Regions from separate parts of the Mus musculus genome. Here regions 2, 3, 4, 5, 6 and 7 are each linked to region 1. A link is a contact called in public HiChIP or PLAC-seq and promoter capture Hi-C data. All regions are on one chromosome and are shown on one strand. Each heading gives the region's core, a stretch centred on a gene start, on an enhancer-like site or on the middle of the called end of the contact. The rest is flanking DNA. Distances are from core to core; before and after follow the strand shown.

The links. Promoter capture Hi-C pulls out the DNA fragments that hold promoters and counts their contacts. HiChIP or PLAC-seq counts read pairs in DNA pulled down with a chosen protein or histone mark.
Region 2: a promoter capture Hi-C map of pre-B cells shows a contact between it and region 1. The contact joins the promoter of Usp5 here to the promoter of Necap1 in region 1. A contact is called at or near these places in 2 of 39 promoter capture datasets (cranial neural crest and pre-B cells).
Region 3: a contact with region 1 is called in a promoter capture Hi-C map of pre-B cells, with 20 times the contacts expected there. The contact joins the promoter of D830015G05Rik here to the promoter of Necap1 in region 1. A contact is called at or near these places in 19 of 39 promoter capture datasets (the 3T3-L1 cell line, 3T3-L1-derived adipocytes, the C10 cell line and 14 more), 3 of 15 datasets of contacts at CTCF or cohesin (large pre-B cells, pro-B cells and stem cell-derived epiblast-like cells), 3 of 484 Hi-C or Micro-C datasets (B cells, the G1E-ER4 cell line and LSK cells), 22 of 115 datasets of contacts at active chromatin or transcription factors (DN3 thymocytes, VIP interneurons, astrocytes and 15 more) and 2 of 9 other capture datasets (embryonic stem cells and liver).
Region 4: a promoter capture Hi-C map of the HPC-7 cell line shows a contact between it and region 1. The contact joins the enhancer-like site here to the promoter of Necap1 in region 1. A contact is called at or near these places in 20 of 39 promoter capture datasets (the 3T3-L1 cell line, 3T3-L1-derived adipocytes, the C10 cell line and 14 more), 4 of 15 datasets of contacts at CTCF or cohesin (embryonic stem cells, large pre-B cells, pro-B cells and 1 more), 22 of 484 Hi-C or Micro-C datasets (the AML12 cell line, the G1E-ER4 cell line, LSK cells and 14 more) and 13 of 115 datasets of contacts at active chromatin or transcription factors (astrocytes, embryonic forebrain, embryonic hindbrain and 9 more).
Region 5: an H3K27ac HiChIP or PLAC-seq map of embryonic stem cells shows a contact between it and region 1, with 6 times the contacts expected there. The contact joins the promoter of Vmn2r27 here to the promoter of Necap1 in region 1. A contact is called at or near these places in 3 of 115 datasets of contacts at active chromatin or transcription factors (embryonic stem cells, forebrain and large pre-B cells).
Region 6: a contact with region 1 is called in a promoter capture Hi-C map of pre-B cells, with 5 times the contacts expected there. The contact joins the enhancer-like site here to the promoter of Necap1 in region 1. A contact is called at or near these places in 3 of 39 promoter capture datasets (the C10 cell line, embryonic stem cells and pre-B cells), 1 of 484 Hi-C or Micro-C datasets (B cells) and 2 of 115 datasets of contacts at active chromatin or transcription factors (large pre-B cells and pro-B cells).
Region 7: a contact with region 1 is called in a promoter capture Hi-C map of pre-B cells, with 6 times the contacts expected there. The contact joins the enhancer-like site here to the promoter of Necap1 in region 1. A contact is called at or near these places in 4 of 39 promoter capture datasets (cranial neural crest, embryonic stem cells, hippocampal neurons and 1 more), 1 of 15 datasets of contacts at CTCF or cohesin (pro-B cells), 1 of 484 Hi-C or Micro-C datasets (B cells) and 3 of 115 datasets of contacts at active chromatin or transcription factors (astrocytes, large pre-B cells and pro-B cells).

Annotation. Positions count from the first base shown.
Region 1 is chr6:122,872,670-122,876,258 of GRCm38.p6, reverse strand. It overlaps Necap1 (NECAP endocytosis associated 1), which reads right to left and starts at 1,702. Exons shown (of 8, transcript NM_026267.3): 1 at 1,596-1,702. The coding sequence starts at 1,690.
Region 2 is chr6:124,827,811-124,831,399 of GRCm38.p6, reverse strand. Usp5 (ubiquitin specific peptidase 5 (isopeptidase T)) reads left to right here and starts at 1,916. Exons shown (of 20, transcript NM_001326594.1): 1 at 1,916-2,115. The coding sequence starts at 2,005. It overlaps Cdca3 (cell division cycle associated 3), which reads right to left and starts at 1,224. Exons shown (of 6, transcript NM_013538.5): 1 at 1,127-1,224; 2 at 750-897; 3 at 1-38. The coding sequence starts at 869.
Region 3 is chr6:124,413,017-124,416,605 of GRCm38.p6, reverse strand. D830015G05Rik (a long non-coding RNA gene) reads right to left here and starts at 1,534. Exons shown (of 4, transcript XR_378022.4): 1 at 715-1,534. It overlaps Pex5 (peroxisomal biogenesis factor 5), which reads left to right and starts at 1,539. Exons shown (of 16, transcript NM_001277805.1): 1 at 1,539-1,633; 2 at 2,156-2,319; 3 at 2,564-2,599; 4 at 2,905-3,037; 5 at 3,206-3,337. The coding sequence starts at 2,173.
Region 4 is chr6:124,261,077-124,264,665 of GRCm38.p6, reverse strand. No RefSeq gene overlaps it. Among named protein-coding and RNA genes, the nearest start is that of Vmn2r27, 31 kb to the right of the region's middle. Within about 2 kb of position 1,780, at least 6 of the 459 cell types and tissues checked have an H3K27ac peak or open chromatin away from gene starts, as enhancers often do. A contact at or near this core is called in the HPC-7 cell line and stem cell-derived neural stem cells, where this site is marked.
Region 5 is chr6:124,230,104-124,233,692 of GRCm38.p6, reverse strand. Vmn2r27 (vomeronasal 2, receptor27) reads left to right here and starts at 1,909. Exons shown (of 6, transcript NM_001104642.1): 1 at 1,909-2,123; 2 at 3,228-3,525. The coding sequence starts at 1,909.
Region 6 is chr6:123,959,723-123,963,311 of GRCm38.p6, reverse strand. It overlaps the pseudogene Gm21023. Among named protein-coding and RNA genes, the nearest start is that of Vmn2r26, 63 kb to the left of the region's middle. Within about 2 kb of position 1,776, at least 36 of the 459 cell types and tissues checked have an H3K27ac peak or open chromatin away from gene starts, as enhancers often do. A contact at or near this core is called in B cells, pre-B cells and pro-B cells, where this site is marked.
Region 7 is chr6:123,929,840-123,933,428 of GRCm38.p6, reverse strand. It overlaps the pseudogene LOC100417034. Among named protein-coding and RNA genes, the nearest start is that of Vmn2r25, 78 kb to the right of the region's middle. Within about 2 kb of position 1,833, at least 6 of the 459 cell types and tissues checked have an H3K27ac peak or open chromatin away from gene starts, as enhancers often do. A contact at or near this core is called in pre-B cells, where this site is marked.

The sequences.
Region 1 (3,589 bases), core at 453-2,952:
ATTCCACCCTGGAGCTCAGAAGACTGGACAGTAAAGCAGAGATAGAGATGAACATAAAGTGCTATGGAAGTCCGCAGAGAGCTGGCCTGAACCAAAGACTCAGGTAGAGCAATGTGTAAGCTAAATCATAACGTGGTACCTGTGACTACCATCATGCTGAGTTTCAGTCATGGTCAATGTGAGATCTGAGTGGCAACTCCTTTACCAAAAGATATACAACTCGTAGGGCCCACTGCACAGGTCTGTACAAAACAACTCATCAATGATGAATGACCCTCTGGTTAGGAAGCAAAATGGAGATGTGGAGAAGGTAACTTTCCAGCAAGAGAAAAACCATGAAGGTATGTAGGTCAGAAAAGGGATACTACTAGTACTGTATTTTTATAACGATTTAGTTACCCTATACTCTTTTATTTAACTCTCAAAAAAAAACCTGTGAAGGGGTTGGGGAAATGGCTCAGTAGTTAAGAACACTTGTTGCTCCTGCAGAAGACAGGGGTTCAGTTGCCAGCACCCAGATGATGGTTCACCAACATCAGTGACTCCAGTTCCTGGAGATCTGATGTCTCACAACATCACTCTGACCTCTGTGAGCACAAGGCATACCCACTCATACAGACAGACAAAACACCCATACACATACCTCTAAAACAAATAAAAACCTGTGAGGTACACAAGACGTGCACAGTCTTCTCACGCTACTTCTCCTGTTTTACAAATGAGAACCCTTAAGGCCTGGGGAAGAAAAACATTGATTGGCTCATAAATTACACAGCTATTTAGTGTCGAGGGCTCAGACCTAAAGAGTTTTCAACACAAATCCCAGCGAATTCTCTTTGAACTCCTTAACATCCTACAACAGCCCAAAACCTCAATCACTGGATTACAAGGTTGTCAGGCCTTACAAGAGGAAAAAAAAAAAAAAAAAAAAAAAAAATGCTGCACTGACTCTGGGAAAGCTCTAAGAGAGGTGACTGGATTGATAGGAAGGCAGAAATCCCTACATAATCAATGTGTGGGGGGGAGGGGTACACACACACAAACAAAATGAAAACACGCAATAGCTCATCACTGGAATACAAGATCTTAACGTGTGCCTACTGCGCCCCCCCCCCCCAAAAAAAAAAAAAAACTAAAGGATGATGACACTTGGCGAGAATGACAACAGTATCAATTAAAATAGATCATCTAAACAGTGGACAGCAAAACTACCATTCCGGACAAGTGTCAGGCGGGATCAGAAGCGCGGGGGGAGGGGGGGGAGCGTGCCGTGTGCGTGTGCGGACGCGCGCGTGGAGGATTACAAGCCAAAGGTCGCAGCAAGAGTAACAGATGGAGCAGGCATGAATGGATTGCGGATGACGAGGAGCAGACGATGTCTCAGGGGGAGGGATGGGGAGGAGAGGTGGAAAGACGCATGACGGCAGGAAGAAAAGAAAACAAAATCAGAGTTCCAGCAAAACAGAAAAGTAGACGGAGCCGCCGGCAGCCCGGGTGGCAGGCTAACTACGGCGGCAGCGGCTCGAGCCGATGGCTGCTGCCCAAGGACACAACCGTCACCCCGGCGGGCGCCGGCTGCAAATCCCCCTGGGTACCTGTAACCGCGGTTGGAGGCCCGCGGCGGAATCCGGTAGACGCTGACGTCGGGCTTCACACACAGCACGGACTCATATTCCAGCTCTGCCGCCATCTTGGCTCCGCTAGCGCCGCGGGGGCGGGGCACGGGTGGGGGCGGGCTGAGACGCCGACGGCTTCCTTCGCGTCACTTCCGCTCGGGTACAGCTTCGAGGTTAACCTCTAGGCGGCGCAAAACCTGTTACAATCTGGAAACGCTGATGCGCCTGGCTCGCCATCTTGAGTAACGGCAAAGACAGGCTCAGTGGTAGAGCACTTGCCTGCCAAGGCCTCGGGTTGGGCTCTTTCCCCAGCGAAAAATTAAAAATAAGAATTCAGTTCTCTTTTACCTACCTTCAAACGGTAACCAGAAAAAAAAAAAAAAAAAGTCACTGAATATACGAAAACAAAACAGAGGTTGGACAAAATGAATCTCTGCTTTCTCATTCTGTTCTCATAAGCAAGTGTCCAATGCATAATCTATTAAGTGCTACCATGGGGTTGTTTTGTTTTTTTGCAATTTTGTAGGTTTTGTTGGTGACTTCTCCATATTAAAATGACTGATTACAGTGCTAAATGCTATCTAGCATCCCTCAGCATGAGTAGCCCAGCTGGCTACACATCACGATGAGTACTAAACAGCTCTATCCACAAATATGTTCTTTGTGCACTCGCAAATAAATGTAAGCTTACAACAGTGTAACTTAGAAATGTTTTAGATGGCACTGACTTCAAGTGGCAAAACCAAGTCTGATCTTATCTTGTCCCCCCCAAAACACCAGTAGCAGCCTCTTTCATTGCATTCTATCGACTGGTTGACTTTTACTTCTGATTGGTCTGCTTTGCCTAGCAAAGCCAGTTCAACAAGAATTAGACTTTAGGGTTGGTGAGATGGCTCAGTGGGTAAGAGCACCTGACTGCTCTTCCAAAGGTCTGGAGTTCAAATCCCAGCAACCACATGGTGGCTCACAACCATCCATAACGAGATCTGACTCCCTCTTCTGGAGTGTTTGAAGACAGCTACAGTGTACTTACATATAACCAATAAATAAATCTTTAAAAAAAAAAAAAAAAAAGAATTAGACTTTAATTGGCTGGTAAGGATGTAGAGACTGGCTACGGTTGCCAGGACTATAAATTGATCCAACGCTGCTTTGAAGGGACATTTAGCAGAACTCTCCAAATATTAAGTGGGTGTAGCCTTTAACAGTTCCACTAGCTTTTTGTTTGTTCATGTCTGTTTATTTGGAGACAGAGTTTCAATGTAGTCCAGGCTGGCCCTCATCTCATTATGTACTAAAGAATGACTTTGAACTTGTAATCCTCCTGCCACCATAGTACTGGAATTACAGGCATGTGTCACCACACTCTTTTCTTTTCTTTTTTTCAGTGTTTTGGATCACATCCAGGGTTTTGTGAGAACTAGGCAAGCATTCTATCAATTTAGCTACATCCCCAACCAAAAACTTTTTTTTCTATCATATACTTCTCCAACACATGTTATAAAGAGAATACATACACTGTGGATGGAGACATAAAAAAGAAAACAGACAGAAAAAATGGTCTTTTACTGGTTTCCTATTTCTAAACCTATGATCTCAACGGAAGCCTCGGTCATGTTACTATACCGCATTGAACTCTTTCGTTTCCTCTTTCTGGATCAGCAGTGCTGACAATCCCTTACTGAGGCCCCAGCCCCTGGTTCACCTTTCAAGTGCTATGTATTTTTTTCTCCCCAAATCTGGTCATCCTAGAGACTTCTGGTTTCACATAGTTAACTCTCCCTAATCTTACACTCCTTCTTGCCACATGTAAGGTATGATATACGATAACCACCTGCAGCTTACTCCAAGAATTTGTAGTTTGTTTAGTATTTTAAAACCAACAAACATAATACGGGATATTAGCAAAATAATGAGGAAATACACACTGGCCTCTTCTACACGTGCAGCACACCATTTTCCATGGTCTTACA
Region 2 (3,589 bases), core at 667-3,166, 2.0 Mb before region 1:
TGTTCTGCTGGTAGGCTTGGCTGTGGAGAGCTCTCTACCTGTCAATACCACAGGTTAGAATAAGTCTGGGCCCTGGGCTGGAGAGATGGCTCAGCGGTTAAGAGCACTGGCTGTTCTTCCAGAGGTCCTGAGTTCAATTCCCAGCAACCACATGGTGGTTCACAACCATCTGTAATGGGATCTGATGCCCTCTTCTGGTGTGTCTGAAGACAGCAACAGGGTACTCATATACAAAATAAATAAATAAATCTTTAAAAAAAAAAAAAAGTCTGGGCCCTGACCTTTATCTCCTCCCCATATTTCTAGCCAGACCTGCGACTGCCCAGTGCAGGTTAAAGAATGCAGAAAGTTGCCAGGCACGGTAATGGCACATGCCTTTTATCTCAGTACTTGGGAGGCAGGAGGATCTCTATATGTTTGAGGCCAACCTGGTCTCCATTGTGACAGGGCTACATGGTGAGACCCCGTCTTTAAAAAAAAAAAAAAAAAAAAAAGGCAGAAAGTCAGCTAATGAAAAAAGAGATCATGTATTTGAAAGACAGCAAGGAGGGGTATACGGAAGGGTTTGGAGGGAGGGACAGGCAGATATGACAAGATTATATTAGAGCCTCAAAAATAAATAATAAAAGGGGGAGGGATGGAGAAAGTAGGGTTCCAGTGGCAGTGGGAATGAGGGCTCATGTAAACAAGCTAGGCAGAGGCCCGCATCCAGACAGCCTCCCTGCATTCCCCAGCCCAGCCCAGTATACCTGAATAGGAGTGCGCTGGATGCCAGCACTAGGTGAACGAGGGTCTGCTACTCGAGCCACTTGCTTGTTGCGTGGCAGAGGCCGTGCTGGAGTGCCTGAGACGCTCTGAGTCGAACCCATCTCCACTGGGGCTGGGGACGGGGCCCGGCTGTGCAGATGCAGAGGAAGGGACGTCCGTCAGAAGAGACTCAGAGCTTACTGCTTCCGTGTCGGACCTCTGACCCCATACCCACCCGATCTTCCCAGCTTCCAGCAGAGGAACCTCCGGGTCGCTAGCCCAGAGAACTCTGCAAGGATAACGAATGGAGATTTTTAACAGAGCAGTCAGGTCTGCGGGAGCCTTCGTATTTAACCACTAATTCATTCACATTACTTACCGGGCCCCAGCTCGACCTCTGCCCGAACACCAGCTAGAGAAATAACTCCCAAAGCCCGGAGTTTCAAACTTCCCTCCACGCCCCCTGCCCCGACCCTATTGGCTAAGCCGAAGCAGACTCTCATAGGCCAGTTGTGGAAAATGCGCCTTCCGGAGCAGAAAGCCATTGGTCTGAAGGATGTCTATCATGAGGACTGGCCAATGGGCTGAGGACTGGCTTGCCCTCCGGTGGTGGCTCCGTGAGCTGGGGACTTTTGTTTAGTATCAGCCTGACAGCGGTGGACTTGATGGGTGCCACTCGGCCTTTCTGTTTCATTAAACAAAATAGAATGAGTTATCAGACTGTATGCACAAAGCCAGCTGGAGACGGAGTTAATATGGTTTGTCTAAAGCGAAACAGCCATCCTTATTGGTTGACGGAGTTATCACGCATCTCTCAAAATCGCCTCATTGACTACTGCTTTTCAAATACCAAGACAAGTGCTTTCTGATTGGACGAGTCCTTGGCAAAGTTTCAGTAATCAATGCGTTTAAACAATTCACAGTTTCTGCTCTGCACGTAAGGCATTCTAGAGTCCTTGAATCACAGCTCCTGCAACTCCCAGCCCTCCTGGAACCGCCACATGAGCACTTGCCCTGGGAGAGCAGGATTGGTCCTTTCGGCCATCAGTTGTACCCGCGGCGCTTTTTATTGGTATTCGCTGAGTGGGGGCAGAGGGTGGAGCGCCAGGAGGCAGGCTGGGTCCAACTGCCGATCTCGCGCGTCTTGCCTTTAGCGCATGCGCACACTGAGTCGCGCTCATTGGATGCGAGAGACGGAGGGGGGCGGTACTAGGTACAGTGGGAGCTGCTGTGTGAGGAGGAGCTGCTGCCGGTGTCATGGCGGAGCTGAGTGAAGAGGCGCTGCTGTCAGTGTTACCGACGATCCGTGTCCCCAAGGCGGGAGACCGGGTCCATAAAGACGAGTGCGCTTTCTCTTTCGACACGCCGGTAAGCCCATTCCCCACGCCCGCGACGACCACGACTTCCTTCCATTGCCCTGGTCATTCGGCCAGGCCTGCAAACCTTGGGCTACCGCCTCCTTGCGATGCACCCTGGGACTTGTAGTTTTCTCCATACCTCTCTGCTTTTGCTTTTCATTCTCTGTAGCTGTAGTATGACTACCACTCCCGGAAGCTACAGCTCTCGCCTTGCCCACTCCTGGTCTCGTGAAGCATTATGGGCATTGTAGTTGGCCATGTCCCTAGTTCCTATTCTAAGTTCGAATTGTAACCCGTACGGCGAACTACATCCCCCAGGCGACTCCCAGAAAAACCCTTGAATGTGGCCTTGCACGTTGCGCAGGGCTCTCCGGGTTTTGTAGTTTCATGTGGGAGGAGTAGGGGCGACTCCCCGCTGTTCAGGGCAAGGGTTGAGATTGGGAAGGTATGTATCCTGCAGCTTCTAGTCTGGAAGAGGATGCCAATCTGTGAAGAAGTCCGATTTAGAGAAACACTGAGTTAAATAGCCTCCACTAGTGGTTAATTTGGACAGGGGATGAGGAGGTGGGCCATTGGTCAGGGAGGAGGAAAAATACCCAATGGAGAGTTCTAGTCGTTTTTTCCTTTGAAGTGAACTATAGCCGCGACCCCTCCCATTCCTCCGTCCTTCACAGGTTGCCGAGACAACCCCTCTCTCAAGTATTCCTTAGAAAGGGTTTCTTTGGAGGATGCTAAGGCCCCTTTCTCGTCTTGCTCCCACTCTTGTCTAGTTAGACAAAGCCGCCACCCACACCGTGCTTCACGTTCTGCAGGCTCCACCTTGTACCTCCCTTCCTGCAGTTCTGCCTTCCTGTGTCATCTTCAGCCAGAGAGGAGCCTTCAGGCCCTAACTGAAAGGGCCGCAGTTTGGTTGGGATCCGCCCCCTTCATCACCCCTCCCCTCTAGCGGTTGTTGGGCCCTGCCCAGAGCTTTAAGCCAGACCAGCTCATGGCCTGAAAACTGCAAGTCAGACTGGAAAGGCTTCATTAATGCATCCCCAGTGCCAAGTATAGCAGCATAATGTGATGCCCACTTCAGGACCAGTCCTGTGATTTGTGCTTTGCTTGGTTTGCTGGGCTTTGATCAGCGCCCCAGATAAGCTCTGCTTCTCTCAGGTTGGCCTTAGTAGAAGTAAAGGATGATTGCCCGGCACGGTTTTCCACCAGCGATGAAGCCAGCACCTTTTATTTTCATCTGAAGAGTTACTTGAGTGTTCTCACCTTCCTCCCAGGGACGAAAGGTAGAAATCAGTGGGTCAGTGTTTACACTTAAAGACAAGACAGTTGTTCTTGTCTCTCCTTGGTACTTTATATGACTGGAAAATAATGTTTTTGTTTGTTTATTTGTTTTGTAATTTTTCCAGCACCTTCCCTTTTTCATTCTGAGGCAAGGGCTCTCCAGCCTACTTGACGTAGTAACAAACTGAAGCTGGTCAGATCATCTT
Region 3 (3,589 bases), core at 285-2,784, 1.5 Mb before region 1:
AAGATTATGATTAAAAGTGCTAATGCTCACCAAGTGCTTAAGGCAACACCTGGGGGTTAACATGCATTTCATAAGCATCGGTTATTATCTCAATTATTCTCCCAAGATCTTGGCATGGTAAATTCCTGCTAATCAGTTACTAACCTCCTAGCAGAGTAGGAGGTTATGTGTGTGATGCGTTTTGAATGCTTCTGGGAGATGCTCTCCCATTTCCCCATGACCAGAAATTCAAACCATCATATGCTTTCCTTAAACACTGCTTTCTCCAGAGATTCTCCTGTTTTAACATATTCATCTTCCAAGATGGCATCCTTTCCTCCTTGGTGTGGTTTAGTTTATTCGTTGCTAGGTGTTTTTTTCTTTACAATGGCAGCCTGGAAACAGTGGACAGGGATGAAATTTGTGGTCAAGGAGAATGGGTGTATGTGTGTGTGTTAGGGCCTCTGAAAGATACTGACAGTGTACTAAAGACAGAAACATTGCACAATATTCTGCCTTGTTCAACCACTGCAGTTATAAGGGCAATTTCTATTTTCCCAGGGACGAATTTACACTGCCTGTGTTCCCTGAGGAAGGCTACCTTTGAAATCATCAGGGCAGCAAAGAACCAAGCCTGCCCCAGGGCGCCACCTACAGACTACCTGCTTCTCCCGCACCCCGGGTTGGGACGTACGTCAGGCCTTTCTAGAACCAGTTTCCTCCTAGCCCACCTACCAGCACTCTGAACCCCTCCCCTTCTCAGGACGTCAAGGAGTCCGTCGGTCTTGGACCTAGGTGAGCTATCAAGGTTTGCTTTCCAGTGTGACCTTGAGGTCTGGCACCCGAGCCATTTCTCTGGCAGATGGTGGAGCCTGAGGCTTAGGTTCATATTCCCTGATCAAAGGTATTCCTTGCCACGTTTCCCCAACTTGGAGCTGCAGGGAATCAGGCCATCGTGACCTTGACCAGTAGGAAAGAGGAGAGAGGAGTGACTCACAGCACTCTCCCCATCCATTACAGGATTGAGGTCTCAAAATGCGTTGGACCCTATTTTAGTCACCAGAATTTGTCATCATCCGGAGCTATTTTCTTCATTACGCAGAGATGGTAGAGGCAGGCCCCTGTCTCCTTGGAGGCTGTGACGCTGTCCTGAAGGAGCGTCTGTTGGAAGGGGGGTCAGGCCTAGGAGGCCGAAGCAGGTCATAGATTTGACCTCCGAAATCTCCCGGGCTCAGTTTGGGCGATTTAGAGGTGCAGGAGAACCAGGAAAGAGAGCTGAACCGTGGAACCTGAAACCTTGGTTTTTCTCCAAAGCCAGAGAGGCCTCTTCTAGCTCCAGTCCTCTGAGTTTTCCACTAATAAATCCTGGCGTTCTAGGGACTACTGCAGGTTTCCCCAATCCAACTGTCCAGGACTGTCTCCTTTAAGGATCTCGGCTCCGCCCATCACGCTGCGCAAGCTTGAGGCCCCGCCCCTTTACCCGTTTCCGTTGAGCTGGGCCGCAGCGCCGCCGTCCCGGCCCCTTTAAGGCCGAGTCCCGCCCCCTTGCTCCCGCCCCCTCCCTTCCCCCAGCCCACTCCGGGTGCCTCGGCCGGTCGGACGGTGCGGCCCGCGACGGCGAGCATTGGAGCCTGGGGGCGCGGGGTCGAGGCCCGTAAGTCCCCGCCGCTGCGGTGGCCTCGTGGGACGGGGTCGAGGCTGGGGCGACGGGGCTGGGGGCGCGGGGCGCTGGGCGGGGACGGGCGCGGCCGGGGAGGGGGCTCAGGTGACACGAGCTGGGATCGGGACCCGCAGCTGGCGCCTGACCGGGGGTGTGGGTCCCGGTGTACGGTGGAAGGCGTCCCCGCTGTCCCTCGTCAGGTTAGAGTTCGGGTCTAGCCGTGTTTATGATGCGCTCCCCGTGCTCCCCAGGGGTCCAGGCCCTTTTGTAGAGCTGCTGTTGGCGGGTGGTGTCTGAGCTGCCGTCCGCTGGAGGGGAAGCCCGAGCCGAAAGCAGCGTTTCGAGTGGGAAGGCAGGACACAGCCTCCTCTTGGACTCCAGACACACCTCGGGGGGTGGCCCCGGGGGCCTGGCCCTTGTGGAGCCGTCGTGGGCCCATCTGCTCTAGATAGGGCCTGAGGCGTGCGTTGGGAAAGTCTGGCTTCCCGACCACAGTTCTAATCTTCTGTCCATCAGGGAAGCTGCTGGTCACCATGGCAATGCGGGAGCTGGTGGAGGGCGAATGTGGGGGTGCCAACCCGCTGATGAAGCTGGCCACCCATTTCACCCAGGACAAGGCCCTTCGGCAGGAGGGACTGAGGCCTGGCCCCTGGCCTCCGGGAGCCTCAGCAGCAGAGACCGTGAGTGTTCTAGGAGAGCCTATTTCTTCCACCTGACAGCTGCTTTCTCTGTGTTAAAGTAATAGCAGTCACCATTCAGTAACACTGGAGTGAGCCTTGTGCGGCTTTACACAGACAAGGACTACTATTTTATAGACAAAGAAGCTGAGGCTTTGTGAAGGCTCTTGACTTGCCTCAGGCCACCTAAGCAGTAGAGTTAGAGTTGGGTTGTAGCCTGCTATTGTCTCTTTCCTTCTTATCTTAGGTTTCCAAGCCTTTGGGAGTAGGAACTGAAGACGAGGTAAACAGAGCAAGTTTCTTTTCTGTCTTTTTTTTTTTTTGGGGGGGGGGGTTGTGGTGATTTTTTTTTTTTTTTAAATCAGTCCACTCATACTTCAGTCTTTGAACTCTCTTTACCAAATGAGATTGCCTGCCAATGTTTTCGTCTACTTTTTGGGGTATTTTTCTGGTTTCCAAATTTACAGATAGATTTTTTTTTTTCTTTATTTATCTCCAGTTTTCGTTTCTCTGTCCAACATCAGTGGGCCCTGCCTCTGGCTGAGGCCCTCTGATCCTAATGTTCATCCGACCATCTCTCTGTAATAGTTGGTGTCAGAATTCCTGCAGGACCAGAATGCAACTCTTGTATCCCGAGCCCCTCAGACCTTCAAGATGGATGACCTCCTGGCAGAGATGCAGGAGATTGAACAGTCAAACTTTCGCCAGGCTCCTCAGAGAGGTGGGTTCAGGGCCTGGTAAGACGGGAAGAGGCCAGAGGGCTTCCATCCTTGGGTTTTGCTGGCATCGGGGGACTGAGATGCTGAGGAGAAAAAGGAGGTGTTGCCCATGAGTGAGTGTGAAGGAACCTGTTTTCTTTTTTTCTTAGTCTTCTCTTGTCTCTTTTAAGCCCCTGGTGTGGCAGATTTGGCCTTGTCTGAGAATTGGGCCCAGGAGTTTCTTGCAGCTGGAGATGCTGTGGATGTAGCTCAAGATTATAATGAGACCGACTGGTCCCAAGAATTCATCGCCGAAGTTACAGGTGAGGCTTGTGGGGACATCTGTAGTAGTTGTTAGGGAGCATTTACATGTCCTGTGTTGCTGGGCGTCCTGATTCCTCTTGGGATGGAAGGTGATTTTCGCTACTAATGACTTTTCTAGTTTCTTGATTCATTTCTGTAGGATGTTAAATGTGACTTCTTATAACAATTGTAGGTAATCAAAACATAATAAAGAGAAAAGTGGGTTTGGTTGGAAAAAAAAGAGAGGGGGTGGAGAGGGAGAGAGAGAATAT
Region 4 (3,589 bases), core at 531-3,030, 1.4 Mb before region 1:
CCAGCTTCTGCACACATTTCTCTCCGTCTCCTATCTCACAGTAGGAGTACGACAGTGCAGAAGCAAGCCATCGCACAACGCTTTCTGTGGGTCCCAAGGATTCTGACACAGGCCTTATACTTGCACAGCAAGTGGTTACCCACTGAGCCATCTTCCCTTCCCTCTTCTTCTATTCTAAGGACACTAGTCATGCCAGATGGAGGGTAATGAGAGGTATTAGGGAATTCCTGGGGAATCCAATATAAACACAAGGACTAAAATGAACCCCTTCTCACGTCTTTCTGCTGTCTTCGTTCTGAGACTCTGAAGTTCCATGGAGATCCTCTTCTCTAAGGCATCGTTGCTTAAGGTCAGTGCCACTCACATCTGGTCAATGCCTTGGGAACAGTGCAGTTGCTAATATCCTTGATGTCTGCCCTTGTCTAAAGTGACCGTGGAATGATTAACAGGGAAAGACGGCAGGAAGGCAATCATTCTGGGGTAATTTAAAAATTTTCTCTGTCTTAGGTGCTTTTTCAGTCAGGTCAACTAATGGCAAATAATATGCAATACAGACTCACTGTATCTTTATAAAGTTGTATTCTTTGAGAGGTAAAGTGTTACTAATTTAATCATGCTGTAGATGTTATTATCGTGCAAGGTAGCAGAATTTGAACTCACTAGAACATCTGTATTTTTTTTTCTTACACAAATACATTTGACTTTATTTGGTACTTGCATACAATACTTTCTTTGTCATTTCTAGTAATTTCAGTAAAATGAATCAAAATGTGGGCAGGTAGTTAAAGAAATTATCATCTCGAGATTTTGCTGCTGGTCTGATTACTTGATGTTCAGAGACACTGCTTGAAAGTACCCTTGGGACTGTCCAGCTGAAGGTGGACTCTTAAATTTTAACATGCTGAACATCTGTATTTTTATTGTAAATCATATCAACATGTTTATCCATGTCTGGTACCACCTAAAGGAGGAGCATAAGTAGATGCCCTCCATGCTCATTCAGGGGACCCCTTCCCTGGGCTCAAAGCTGACTCCTCCAAGGACACTGTTATCAGGGTGACAGTCTTACACTGAACAGCTCCTGACCCTCTCAATAGAATTTCCCTCTCCCAGCCTTGTCTACAAAAGTGTCAGGACATATTTTCAGATGTGTGTGGAGTAATGTTATCAAGAACCACTGACTGCAGAATTTACACATTGAACCATGCTGCACAGACATTCTAAAGCCAGAGGAAGCAAACTATAAAAACACCATGAAACCTGGAAGTTGGGATCTAACTTGTATTTTAAGAAGTAGCTTGGGGGTTCTGGGCCACACTTGTAGGAGATGGCACCAGTTATTCCAGTCAGGAGGGCAAATACACCCTGGCCCACCCTTGCAAGCACTGACTGGCCTCTCACAGCCTAAAATACTCAATTCAATTTCAAACACTTCTGATCTGATGTTTAAATTTTATCCTGTCTTCTGTAATAGGAAATATGATATAAAATGCAAAACAAAACCTCTAATTACCTTAGATCCAATAACCTTGGTTCTACCCTAATCTCAATGCTATTTAGACTCTTTTTCATGATAATTTTTTTAATCACTAACAAGCATTGACATAGATAGCATTGCTATGGAGGGGTGGGAAGACTTTTCTTTTTGGATTAAACTGATGTGAAAGATAAACTCTTGTCTTATTTGAGGTCCTGTTTAATGCAGGTTCACTGTACACATGCACAGACCTAGTTTGGGTGTGAGGTAATGACTTGAAGGCAGTGCGCCACCCAGTGGTGGATCTCCATCGTCTCTTTCAGTGGGTTCCCACACAGGAAGTTAACAAAGAACCTTCACGACTGGACTCAAGCTAAGTGCTGCCCTCTCTTTCCCTCTAACAAAAGACCTACCCCAGGCCCAGAATGGAAGAGTCTAGAGGTGGCTTTCCCTGCAGAGAGGGACCCAGATGTTGTTATTGGCAGGAAGAGAAAAGCCGACAAGATTGAATATCTCCTAAGCAACAGATGCCCTGTGAAAGTTGTGTTAAGTGAGTTGTTTTGCTGCATCTGCTGGCACATGGCTCTACCAACCCCATAGCTGACACTTGCCAAAACCAAAATGGCTGATAGAGCAGCTAACCACTTTCTGATCGCTGAATCTGCACACGGTTAAACTGCCTTCTAGATACTCTTCTTCATACCCATCTGTAAGCGCATCCCTCAACCCTCGTCAGAGAAGGTTCCGCTTGCAGTAGATGTCAGTCAATTCAGAGACCCACAACCGGTCAAGGTGAAGTGAACAAGACAGTGTGGACTGTTCAACCACAAATGGGACACCTGTATCACACCTACTGCCCCCCGCCCCCAGCTCAGGAACATCACATCACAGCAGAGGCGGAAGAAAGATTATAAGAGGTAAAAATCACAGAGGACTGCTTCATAGTAGCATTTTCTGGACATGACTGGGCTAGTGCACACATAAACTCACAGTGGTTGTGGCTGCATGCACACCATCCAGTCAGGTGAAATTCCAGCAGGGATGTGGCGGGAACACAGCGTCACAACCCTAGCTCAGATGCTACTGTAGGAGGTTGTTGATGGCTGACAGAAGGGACACTGTTCTTCTCCCTCCTCCCCCTCCTCCCCCTCTTCGTCCTCCTCCTCCCTCTCCTCCTCCTTCTGTTGTTCTTGCCTCTGATAGGCCAGTGAATGACCCTATATTCATACAATACTGACCCATGGTTTTTAAAAGTGAACATGAGATTAGGGCGTGAACAGTAGTGGGTGGGCTTGATCAAACCACCTTTTTTTGTATATAAAATTCTCAAACAATAAAACATTTACCCACCCCACTCCAAAATTTTGATAGCACCTATTTAGAAAAGGAAATGTTGATATTTTTATTTTCAATAGCAAAAAAAAAAAATGTATCTAGAGGAACTGGGAAAATGGACTTATTTGGTATTCTATTTTAAAAGCTCTGTTGATTTTTTAAAATCAGTACTATTGTTGGCTGCTGGTGTTTCTTTTGGCTTTTTGTGGAACTTAGCTGTCCCTGAACTCAGGTCCCTTAATCATTCTGGAAAACACTGGGAGGAACACCACTGTGCCCAGTTGGGATAAAACTGCTCCATTTCCATTTTATTTTATAATTGTTCAACGAATAATTTATCCCCATTTGTGAAGTGCGAAGACCTGACACTGGGTTATTTTGTGACACTGTATTACAGGCAAGAAACGTCAAGTCTGGTGTGAAAACACAGCTACCTGGAAGGGCCCCATTGGGCAAAGGATGGCGGGGGCGGAGGGCTTCCATGTCTTCTGGGCATAACACTTCTAGGAAGGTTCCCGTGTTCAGCCATCTCTAAGTCCTCAGACGATTGGCAGGACGTTGTATGGGGTGTTGTGTGTTCGTTCTTATGCATGGTTGATTACATTACTAACTGCCAGTCTGTCATGGCTTTCTCTCCTATCCTAGAACTTCCCTCATAATCAACTGCGTCTCCCTTTCTGACTTGCTCACTTACCTGCAGGACCTGGTTTGCAGTTTTCTCTGGCTGACACCCAGAAATTTTTGACATAACAAGAATAATGTAATTAATGGAAGCTT
Region 5 (3,589 bases), core at 660-3,159, 1.4 Mb before region 1:
TCTCAACAGAGGAATAGGAACAGAAAATATGGTACATTTACACTGCTGTAATGGAACACTATTCAGATATTAAAAACAAGGACTTCATGAAATTCTCAGGCAGATGGATAGAAACAGAAAATATCACACTGAGTGAGAAAACACAGCCACAAAAGTAAATACATGGTGTGTATTCACTTATAAGTAGATATTAGGAAAAATGCACAGAATACCCATGACACAACTTACAGACCATATGAAGTTCAAGAAGAAGAAAAACCAATGTGTTGATGTTTCAGGCCTTCTTAGTAGGAGAAACAAAATAATAATGTGAGATAGAAGGTAGGAGATACTTGGGAGGAATAAAGGAGGGGAAGAGGAAAAGGTGGACAGAATCAGTTGTTGGAGGAGATGGGGGAGATTAACAATGGGTCAGGAAATTGAACAGAGGTATATAGCAATGGCAATGGGGAACTGGGTGTAGCCACCAGAAAATCTCAGATGCCAAGAGAGCAAGAGGCTCCCAGGACCAACGAGGATGATATTAAATGAAATATGCAACAAATGGGAGAGAGAATCTGTAGGGACCATATGGAGAGATTAGGCATGGCCTCTGATTTAGGGATGGGGCCACCTACCCTTCTATATAATTTTAACCCAGAATGGCTCCTGTGTAATGGAAATACAGAGGAAAATATTGAAGCAAAAACTGAAGGAAAGGCCATCTAGAGATGCCCTACCTGGAGATTCATCTCATATATGGTCACCAAACCCAGTCAGTATTGTGGATGCCAAGAAGAGCTTGCTGTCAGGAATCTGTTCTTACTCTCTCCTGAGAGATTCTGAAAGAGCCTGACAAATACAGATGTGGATGCTCACAGTCATCCATTGGACTGAGCTCTTGGACCCCAATGTAGGAGATAGAAAAAGGACTGAAGGAGGTGAAGGGGTTTGTAGCGCCATAGAAAGAACAACAATATCAACCAACCAGTCACCCCAGAACTCCCAGGAACTAAATCACCAAACCAAAGAGTACACAAGGAAGGACTCCCCATTGCCCCCCATGATTGCAGCAGCACATGTAGCAAAATATGGCTTGGCCTGGCATCAAGAGTAAGAGAATCCCTTGGACCCGTGAAGACTCCATTCCCCAGTGTTTGGAAATGATAGGGAGGTGACCTGGGAGTGAGTTGTCCTTGGGGGAGCACCCTCATACAAGCAGGAGGAGGGGAATGATATAGGGGAGTTGCAGAGGGAAAAACAGGAAAGAGGGATAACATTTGAAATGTAAGTGAATAAATATGAATAAAATGAATAAAATATCCAATAAAAAGCATACCCAAGCTGATATTTGACCCAGTATAGTGTCTAGAAATGTTTTCTAGGGTAAGGCTTTTTCTTTCCTTACAGAACACTGTAAGATGACACTGATGTTAAATGATTGAGAGTCCAGCCTTTTTGCCCTCAAACACTGAGTCCTTTGATGTCTCCTTTAGATGACCCATCATGACATTATTATGTTTCCACTGGTTAGTGTCTCTTTACCTTGGGACCTTGAGAATCCTCAGCTTACTGAGTGCAAACACCCCACAGGTGTTTGAGAGGACTTCACACTTGTTCTTAATTGCATGTTTTCCTGCCGAGACCCAGAATTCCCAGGTGCCCAGTGACAGGTTCATGATTCCTTGGAGACTCACAGCAACTCTGTGAAGGGGACACAATCTAGTAGGTGCAACACAAATTATACTCCCTGGAACTGAGGGAGTGTTTGAATACTGGTGGGTCTGTATCAGGACAAAACAATGCTTTATAAATTTGATCAACACAGACCAGACAGCCACATATTTTATCCATTTGTTCATGTTGATTAGTCCAAGGTTCTTAACTGAACAGTTATCTTGGTTTTATCAATTATTTATCAATGTTATTATGAAATTACTCATTGCCTTCTCTCTAGTGATTGTTCTCATTTCATTCCAGGAAAAAATGTCTTGTTTCTACATAAGTGTACCTGATTCTCCTGGCTACAATCAAGATGGGGATTTTCTTATTGGAGGATTCTTTTCCCTTAGAGTGACTGGTCGAGAAGACAGAACTGAATTTTGCTTTAATGAGACAATGAATATGACATATGGTAGTTATTTGTAAGTGTTTGTCTTCTCTCTTTAAAAAATTATTGTTTCAGGATTTCATACTCATATAAAATATATGTTGATCTCTCCCATCTCTACCGCTTCCCCTCCAATGTATCCTGCCTTCAACTTTATGGGGTCTCTCTGTCTCTGTCCCTCTATCTCTCTGTCTGTTTGTCTCTATGTCTCTGTTTCTCTCTTTTCCTCATTTTCTCACTTTTTACTTTAGTAATTTAATTTAGGCATGCCAGTACTCTAGACGTATAAGACATCATCTAGAGTCTAGGTAAGCTACTAGGACAAACCTCCTAAGGAAACAGCCTCTCCCTTCCCCAGTAGCCACCAAATGCCAATAGCTACTCAACCATGACTGGCGCTCTGTGCATCTCTCCCCTACTCATGTTGAATTCTTTTAAATATGAATATGTTGAAAATAATTTGTAGTTAAGAACAATTTTTCTTTGTAGTTATTTAGTGTAGTATACAGAAAATATTTTATTTATCATGTTTCAATGTACTTGACAGTTTTTAAATTGCTATGGTTGATCAACCACTGTGTACTTTCCTGAGGTTCATCCTATTTTTAAATACTTCCTGAAAGATTAACTTTGAATGTTTGCTATTTCCCACATGCTTTACTCTTCTATTTAAATTTCTCATACACAATCGCACAGTAAAAATTGAAAGTTTTACTTTTCACAGTATGTGGTAGTACAAACCTTTAATCCCAGAACTTGAGAATCAGAGGCAGTTCTGTGAGCCTGAGTTTAACCTAGTCTATATACTGAGTTTAATTTCAGCCTGGGCTGAATAAGTGAGACTCTGTCTCAAAAAAAAAATTCAAAAAAATTGAATTTGATAAGTTGTACTATGAATCTTCTTTCTTAAGACTAATTTCTTCACATTTTAAATATAGAATATCCTGCTTGTTTCTTGGTATATCATGTATATTTTTATATGACTTAGACTTTTATAAGTAAAAATCCAGAATTTGAGAGGTAGCATGAGAGGCACTGGGTGGATAAATGAGCACAAGGTAAAGGATATAATTATATTTTAATTAAAAATTAATATTAAAAAAGAACACAAAATGGTCTTTCTAATTTTTCCTCCTAGCAATCTACCTAAACATTATCAGCACATATTGGCAATGGTTTTTGCTGTAGAAACAATCAACAAGGACCCAAATATTCTATTCAATATGTCCTTGGGATTTTATCTCTTTGATGTTGACTTTATTGTGATGAAGGCCATGGAAAGTTGTATGGTGTTGATCTCAGGAGAGAGACCACCAATTCCTAACTACAGCTGCAGGCCCGAGAAGACTAATAAGCCGGTTGCAGTGATAGGAGGCTATTCAAAAGCAATAACAGCTCAGATCTCCCAAGTTCTAAGTCTCTACAATGTCCCACAGGTACACAAAGCATCCTGATTCTTATGTTAAACATAGTATTATAATACTAAATTCTCCTTAATCC
Region 6 (3,589 bases), core at 527-3,026, 1.1 Mb before region 1:
ACTAAATGGCTTTAACAGATGTCATTATAACATTTCATTCTAAAACAAAAGAATATACCTTCTTCTCAGAACTTCATGATTCCATCTCCAAAATTAACCATAAAATTAGTCACAAAACAAGCCTCAGTAGATACTTTTTGTATAAAAAGATTGAAAAACCCATGTATCTTAATAGAACATCACGGATTAAGGCTGTTCTTCAATAATAACAAAAATAACAGAAAGTCCACATAAACATGGAAGCTGAACAATGATATCCTCATTGATAACTTACTTGGTCAAGAAAGAAATAAAGAAATCAAAGACTTTTTAGAATTTAATGAAAATGAAGGCACAACCTACCAAAAATTATGTGACACAATGACAGCAGTGGGAAGAGGAAAACTCATAGCTCTATCTGCCTCCAAAAATAAACTGGAGAGAGCATACACTTGAAGCTTGACAACACACTTGAAAGTTCTTGAACAAAAAGAAGCAAATACACTGAAGAAGACATAGAAACAAAAAAGAACTATACAAAGAATGAACAAAACCAAATGTTGGGTCTTTGAGAAAATCAGCAAGATAGATAATCCGTGAGCCAGACTAGTTAGAGGACACAGAGACAGTATTCACATTAACAAAATCAGAAATGACAAGGCAGACATAGCAACAGAAACTGAGAAAATTCAAAAATTCATCAGATACTACTACAAAAACATATACTCAACAAAACTGCATACTCTGGATGAAATGAACAATTCCCTAGACAGATACCAGGTACCAAAGTTAAAACAGGATCAGCTAAACTATCCAAACAGTCCCATAAACCCTTAAAGAAATAGAAGCAGTCATTAAAAGTCTCCCAGCCAAATCAAGCCCATGACCAGATGGGTTTAGTGTAGAATTTTATCACATTTTCAAAGAAGATCTAATCCCAATACTTGTCAGATTATTCCACAAAATAGGAACAGAAGGAACACCACCCAATTCATTCTATGATCATTTTAAAGTTTTCTTGGTGTTTTTTATTGTTTTTGTTTTATTATTTATATTAATTATTGTTTTCATGTTTCTTTTAATGTCTAAGTTGTTCTGAAGGCTACTTTGCTCTCTTTAATATACTCAATCCAACTTTCTTTTGATTAGTGTTGACACAGTATGTTCCTGCATGCCTTCTCCCTCTATATTTGTCTCTTTCTTAATCCTTTTTATTGTTTAAGAATTTCATACATGCACACAATATGTTTATTTCTAATCTACCCCTTGTATATTCTCTATTATCCATACCATCTACCCTCCCAGCTAATGTGTTATATTTTTTAAGACCATTGAGTCCATGTAGGGCTACATGTATAAGCACAAAATTAGGACCATGTACTCTTGCAGTGGTAAGCTTGCATTTTCTGCATTGCTAAGGGACACTGACTCTCCTTGTGGATTTCATGTTAACTAGTCAAGTCATGGCAGCTTTTTGTTTGTCTGGTTGAGTATAGTGTTTTACTCCAATTTGTATCTGTTTTAAATTCATGCATTTAGTGAACTAACCTTAAACTGATTATTGAGCTTTATAATAATGACTTTCACATGAGCATTTTCTTTTTGGAGGCAGTTGACCCTTTTTGTTATCTTATCTTTAGCTGACTTCTTTAGATTTAATCGAATATTTTCCATTGTACCTTTTCTCATAGAATGTCAGTTATACTTAAAAAATTCTTGTGGTTTTCTAATATGTTCAAGACATACTTACAAGTACTGCTTAACAGCAATGATGACACATTTGGAAACCCTATGTTCCTCTTTCCTATTTGTTGTAGCAGTGCTGTCAAGCGTTTCCTTTATCTAAAAATGTAGCTATGTGGTATTGTATTCACTTTGTGGTTTTGAGGAGATTATACCCTACTAGAAAAATAAACTAAATACAATGCTCAAGTTTAATATGGTATTCTTCATTGTTATTATTGTCTCTATGTCAGTATAATTTTCTAGCTTATACAAATTTCCTTTTCTCTGCAAGTTTCCTTTAACATTGCTATAAGGCTGGAACAAAATTTTACTCCTGCATGTTTTTATCTCAGATCACACTCCTCTGCCCTTCAGTTTAATAGGAGAATTTTGCTAAGTCAATCTTAAAAGTAAATCATCTCACTCTCTAAGGAAAGGATATGTTTAACTTATTTCTTCAGAGAACTGTTTGCTTGCCTTTTTAAGTTCAAATTAAAAGGTTAGACATCATTGTTTTTATATCCATCGTATATGGTCTATTACAATAATTTATTTCCTTGACAATTATATTCAAGCATACAAGTACACAATACCTTCTGTTCACACACATTTTCCTCCCTCCCTCATCTCGCTCTGTCCTCACAGACCCTCCAGACTCCCACCATGTCCCTATCCTACATTTGTTTTTCATTTTGTTTTTTCCTTCATGATCCAATGGACTTATAATCCACCATGCTTTCCATGTGGGCATAAGTATGCAGCTATTCAATGGGGCAACAACAATGAAAACGTGCTTCTTATGTGTAACCAAGGGCAATGATCATAACCTGCATAGTCTTGACGTCTTTTGGGGGCTTCCTATCTGCCACAGAAATTTTTTATACATAATAATCTATAACAAATTTGTTTAAATACTTTTTAAATTATGTTTTCTTTCTAACTGGCTCAAAGTTATGCTTTATGCCTGACCTCTTCATATATCTTCAGGTTTGGTTAACTTACTCCATCTATTCTCTCTGACTCCCATATTTTTTTGGTGCTCTCTATCACATGATTCTCTACAATCCTATACCACATGTCTTCTGCTTTCCTCTCCCTTATTGACAACTTTCGTATTTTAAAATATGAATTTTTTATTCAAACTTTCACAAGTAATTAAGAGTTGTGAAAAAATTGTATTTATTCTGAAAAGCTATTATGCAAAACGTTTAAAACAACTCATTTTTATTGTTCCTATTTTTCACCAAAATGAGAATCTGGTGTCCAGAATCCTCCTTTCATCACCGAGTGACTGAGAAAATTCAGTTTTCAAATATAAATAGTGTGGATAGTATTGGTAAATAGCTTATGACTATACTAACCTCTACATATTGACATATTGCTAGCATGTATTAGCCTTATGATAAATGTTTGATAACAGAACAATAATGAAAGCCACAGGGACATAAAATTAGTGAAAGAGAGAGCAATTAAAGTAACCAGGTTTATTTGTATCTAAGTGAGTTGTACTGCAAATTCTGACAGTTATTTTCTGTTTTAGCTCCATCCATTCTTACAAAAGGACCAACTTGTGAGAAGCACCAATGAGGAGAACATTGTTAATAAGGAAGTTTCAGCAACCAAGCTTGACATCTTTAATTACCAGTCTCTGCAGAGTGGTACCAAAGCTCACGTGAAGGTTGGCGAGTTTGTCTTTGAATCTCACAGTGCTCAGCATCTTTCCCTAAATGACACACTTATAACTTGGGGTGAACACCACAATCAGGTGAGTGTCTTTGAAGTTAGCACTGTGCGTTGTTCACAGAGTGGAATTCTTCAGATTTCAGGGTTAAAGGGATTGCTGAGTGTTATCATGCTGAGAGTACTCTAACTTTGTCCTTTCCCA
Region 7 (3,589 bases), core at 584-3,083, 1.1 Mb before region 1:
GTTAATGTTTCTCCATTTCCATTATCAGGAGATGAAAGTTTTGCTATGGGAAATGACAGATTTCCAAATACTATTGTTTAACTGGTATTACCTGAACTGAGATCAGGAGATAGATACTGTGTGTCCTTGTTTGGTATTTTCAATAAAAGTACAAAGAAAAAGATATATTTCCTGTACACAATGAGAAGTAATTGACACTGGTAACAAGTTGGTATTTTGTAGCAAAGGTATTTAACTGTTCCATATATCCTAGAGTGCATAAACAGAAAATGAAAACCAAATCATTTGAGAATAAACCTAATTGTCTTAAATAATAATTTTTCTTTTGTTTAGATCAGCTATGCTCCTTTTGACCAGAGTCTTGGGACCATAGTCCAGCTCCAGTCTCCTTACCAGTTTCCTGTGCACATTGCAGCTCTGTATCAGGGAATTTTACCACTGCTGCTATACTTCACTTGGGTCTTGGTTGGCCTGGTGGCTCCAGATGATATGAGGGGAGAAATCTTCCTTAGGGGCATAGCAGAGGAGATGATAAATCAAGGACTTTGTGTTGCATTTGCAGAAAAGGTTACAGAATTTTCTGCTACAGAATCAGTAAACCGGAAACATTCTATGGAAAGAGTCAGAGAGACACGTGTTATTGTTGTATTTGGTGACACTCATGATTTTCTGATTACTGTCTATCTCAGCATTTACTATGCTTTTTTAGTAATGTCTGGATCACAACTTCTGATTGGTATATCACATTACCCATTGAACAAAATCTTGTTTATAGATATTTTGGTGGAGGATTATTATTTTCATTTTGCATGGATGAAATTATGGGATTTGAGGATTTTCTCAGAAGTATTCAACCTAGAAAATATCCTCATGATATCTTTATCCAGGAAGTGTGGTCCATCTATTTGAATGCCCATATTTCGATAAGGATGGAGTCAGGGAATGAAGTCCATGTGCGCCAAATGGCAGCCTGAGCACACGACCTCTGCATGTTTGGGATATGAATACCTCACCCTCGAGCTACAAAGTCCATGCTGCTGTGTATGCTATTGCTCAGGCACACCATGAGGAGCTGTCATTAAGAGTGGAAGGAGACTCACTTGATAAAAGTGTACTCCTGGTTCCTTTTCCATGGAAGGTAACAATAGCTGTTCTTATGATTTCCTATAGTATTGAGTTCTGGTTTATAAATTATGCATTTTGATTGATGGTCTTTCATAGTTTGTGTTAGAAAAATATTTCTAATGCTAGCATATATCTTTATGCTAATATCTCCTTCTCAATGTATTCATGTTTATTTCAGTAGAATAAAGTATCAAAAAGACATGAAGTCAGAAAAAAATGGAAAAGAACCACAATGTATTGTTTAAAGTTGAGCTCACATTTCTATCAGAAATCAATACGCTTATGGTGTTTTAAAAAATGCTTTTCTTTGATTATGCACGTTCAAACAAAACATTTATGACATTTTATGGTCACATCTTTTTATTACTGCTTTTAGAATAATGCATATCTATATAAGGCTCAAAAATATCATCCATGTATGTTCTCAAGCTTATAGTAGACTGAGGTAGAAGGATCATGATTTAGAGGCCACCTAGGGCTATATCCGCACCCATCATTTGTAAGATGAAGTCTCTCTGATGAAAACTGGACTAGGCACTGCTCTATGACTATATCAGAATATCCTTAGGAATCTGTTCTTTGACTTGTTGCTGTTGTTGTGATCTATTATATTTGGTTATTCCTTAGGTCTCTGAGCCACCCAGCTTCAGGCTTGTGGCTATACAGGCAATCTTTCCTGGGTTGCCTCTCATGGCTTGAGCCTTAAGTTAGACCTGCCATTGATAGGTCACTTCCAGAAATTCTGAGTGACCATTGCCCAAGCACACCTTGCAGTCAGGATAGATTGTGAGTTCAAAGTTTTGTGAATGGGTTGGTGTTCCAGGTGCACCACTGGGAGCCTTTATCCCGAGCTTATCCCCGACCCGCGGGAAATAAACACAGGACACACCAGATTCTTCCACGGTTAACTTTTACTTCTATATCATATTGAGGTAGACAAAGAAAGCTCAGAAAGTGTGTGGCTTAAATACTTTTGGTGACGTGTCTAAACTAGGACTGGTAGCAACACCCATGATCCTCATGCACCCTGGGGATAGGTTAAAGCCCCCAGGGGTTGGGCAAAAGCCCCGGAGACGGACTGGTGACTTTGGCTGGCTGTGCTCTCGCAGCTGCGCACAAAGAGGTTTAGCACCATCTAGTGGCGGCACATATATTACAGCCCTTTACAAGCCTTGCCTGGTTACTGAACATGGGCAGTTCAGGTTCCATCTCCTCCATTACTATGTCCTTACTAAATTCACCCTCATAGATCTCAGAAACTTCCATTTCACTATGTTTGACATTGCCCATAAATGCCCCACTATTCAATCTCATTATTTTTCTGTCCATACCCTTTCTCTCTAAACCTCCCTACCGAAAATTTTCCATCTTGTTCCCATCTCCACCCACCCTCTAGTCTACCCACAAAAATGTATTCTATTTTCCATTCCCAGGGAGTTTCATGTGACCCATTCACATCCATTTCCCACAACCCTCCTTGTTAATATGGATCTCTGGAATTGTATTCCATTGCATAAATGTACCACATTTTTATTGTTTATTCTTCAATTGAGAGACATTTTCTTAGATTGCTTTCAATGTCCGGCTATTTTAAAGATAGCCACTATGATTTAACTGAGCAAGTGTCCTTGTGGCAAGAGGCAGTGTCCTTTGTGTATATGATCAAGAGTGGCATAGGTGGTCGTGAGCTAGATCAATTCCCAATTTTCTGAGGATCCATAATCTTGATTTCTGTAGTGTCTTTACAAGTTTACTGTCTCTCCATCAATGCAAGAGTGCTCCCCTTGCTCCACATCCTTGTCATAAGGAGCTGTTACTTGTATTGTTGATGATATCTGTTCTGACATGTGTAAGATGGATGCTCAATGTAGTTTTGATTTGCATTTCCATAGGGCATAATAATGCTGAATGTTATTTTAAAATTTTTCTTACCACTTTGAGATTCCTCTATTAAAAAGCCAGTTTAGTTCTGTATCTAATTTTAAAAATTAGATTGGACTCCAGCATTGGGGTGCCTTGCCTGCGGAGTCTCCGGACACCCACAAGGACCCACACAGGATCCCCAACGGGATACTTAGACCTCTGGTGAGTGGAACACAGTGTCTGCTCTAATCCCATCTCTCGGGACCTGAGACTGCATTAACTAGGGAAGCAGATAACCCCGCCTGAACAGGGGCACAAGTCCCTTTCAGGCCACTCCAGCATTGGTGTGCCTTGCCTGCAGAGTCTCCGGACACCCGCAAGGACCCACACAGGATCCCCCATGGGATCCTTAGACCTCTGGTGAGTAGAACACAATGTCTGCTCCAATCCAATCACGAGGGACCTGAGACTGCATTAACTAGGGAAGCAGATACCGGGCCTGATCGGGGCACAAGTCCCTTCTGGTCCACTCCAGCACCGGGGTTCCTTGCGTGGAGTTTCCAGACACCCCCAAGGTCCTCACAGGACCCTCCACGGGATC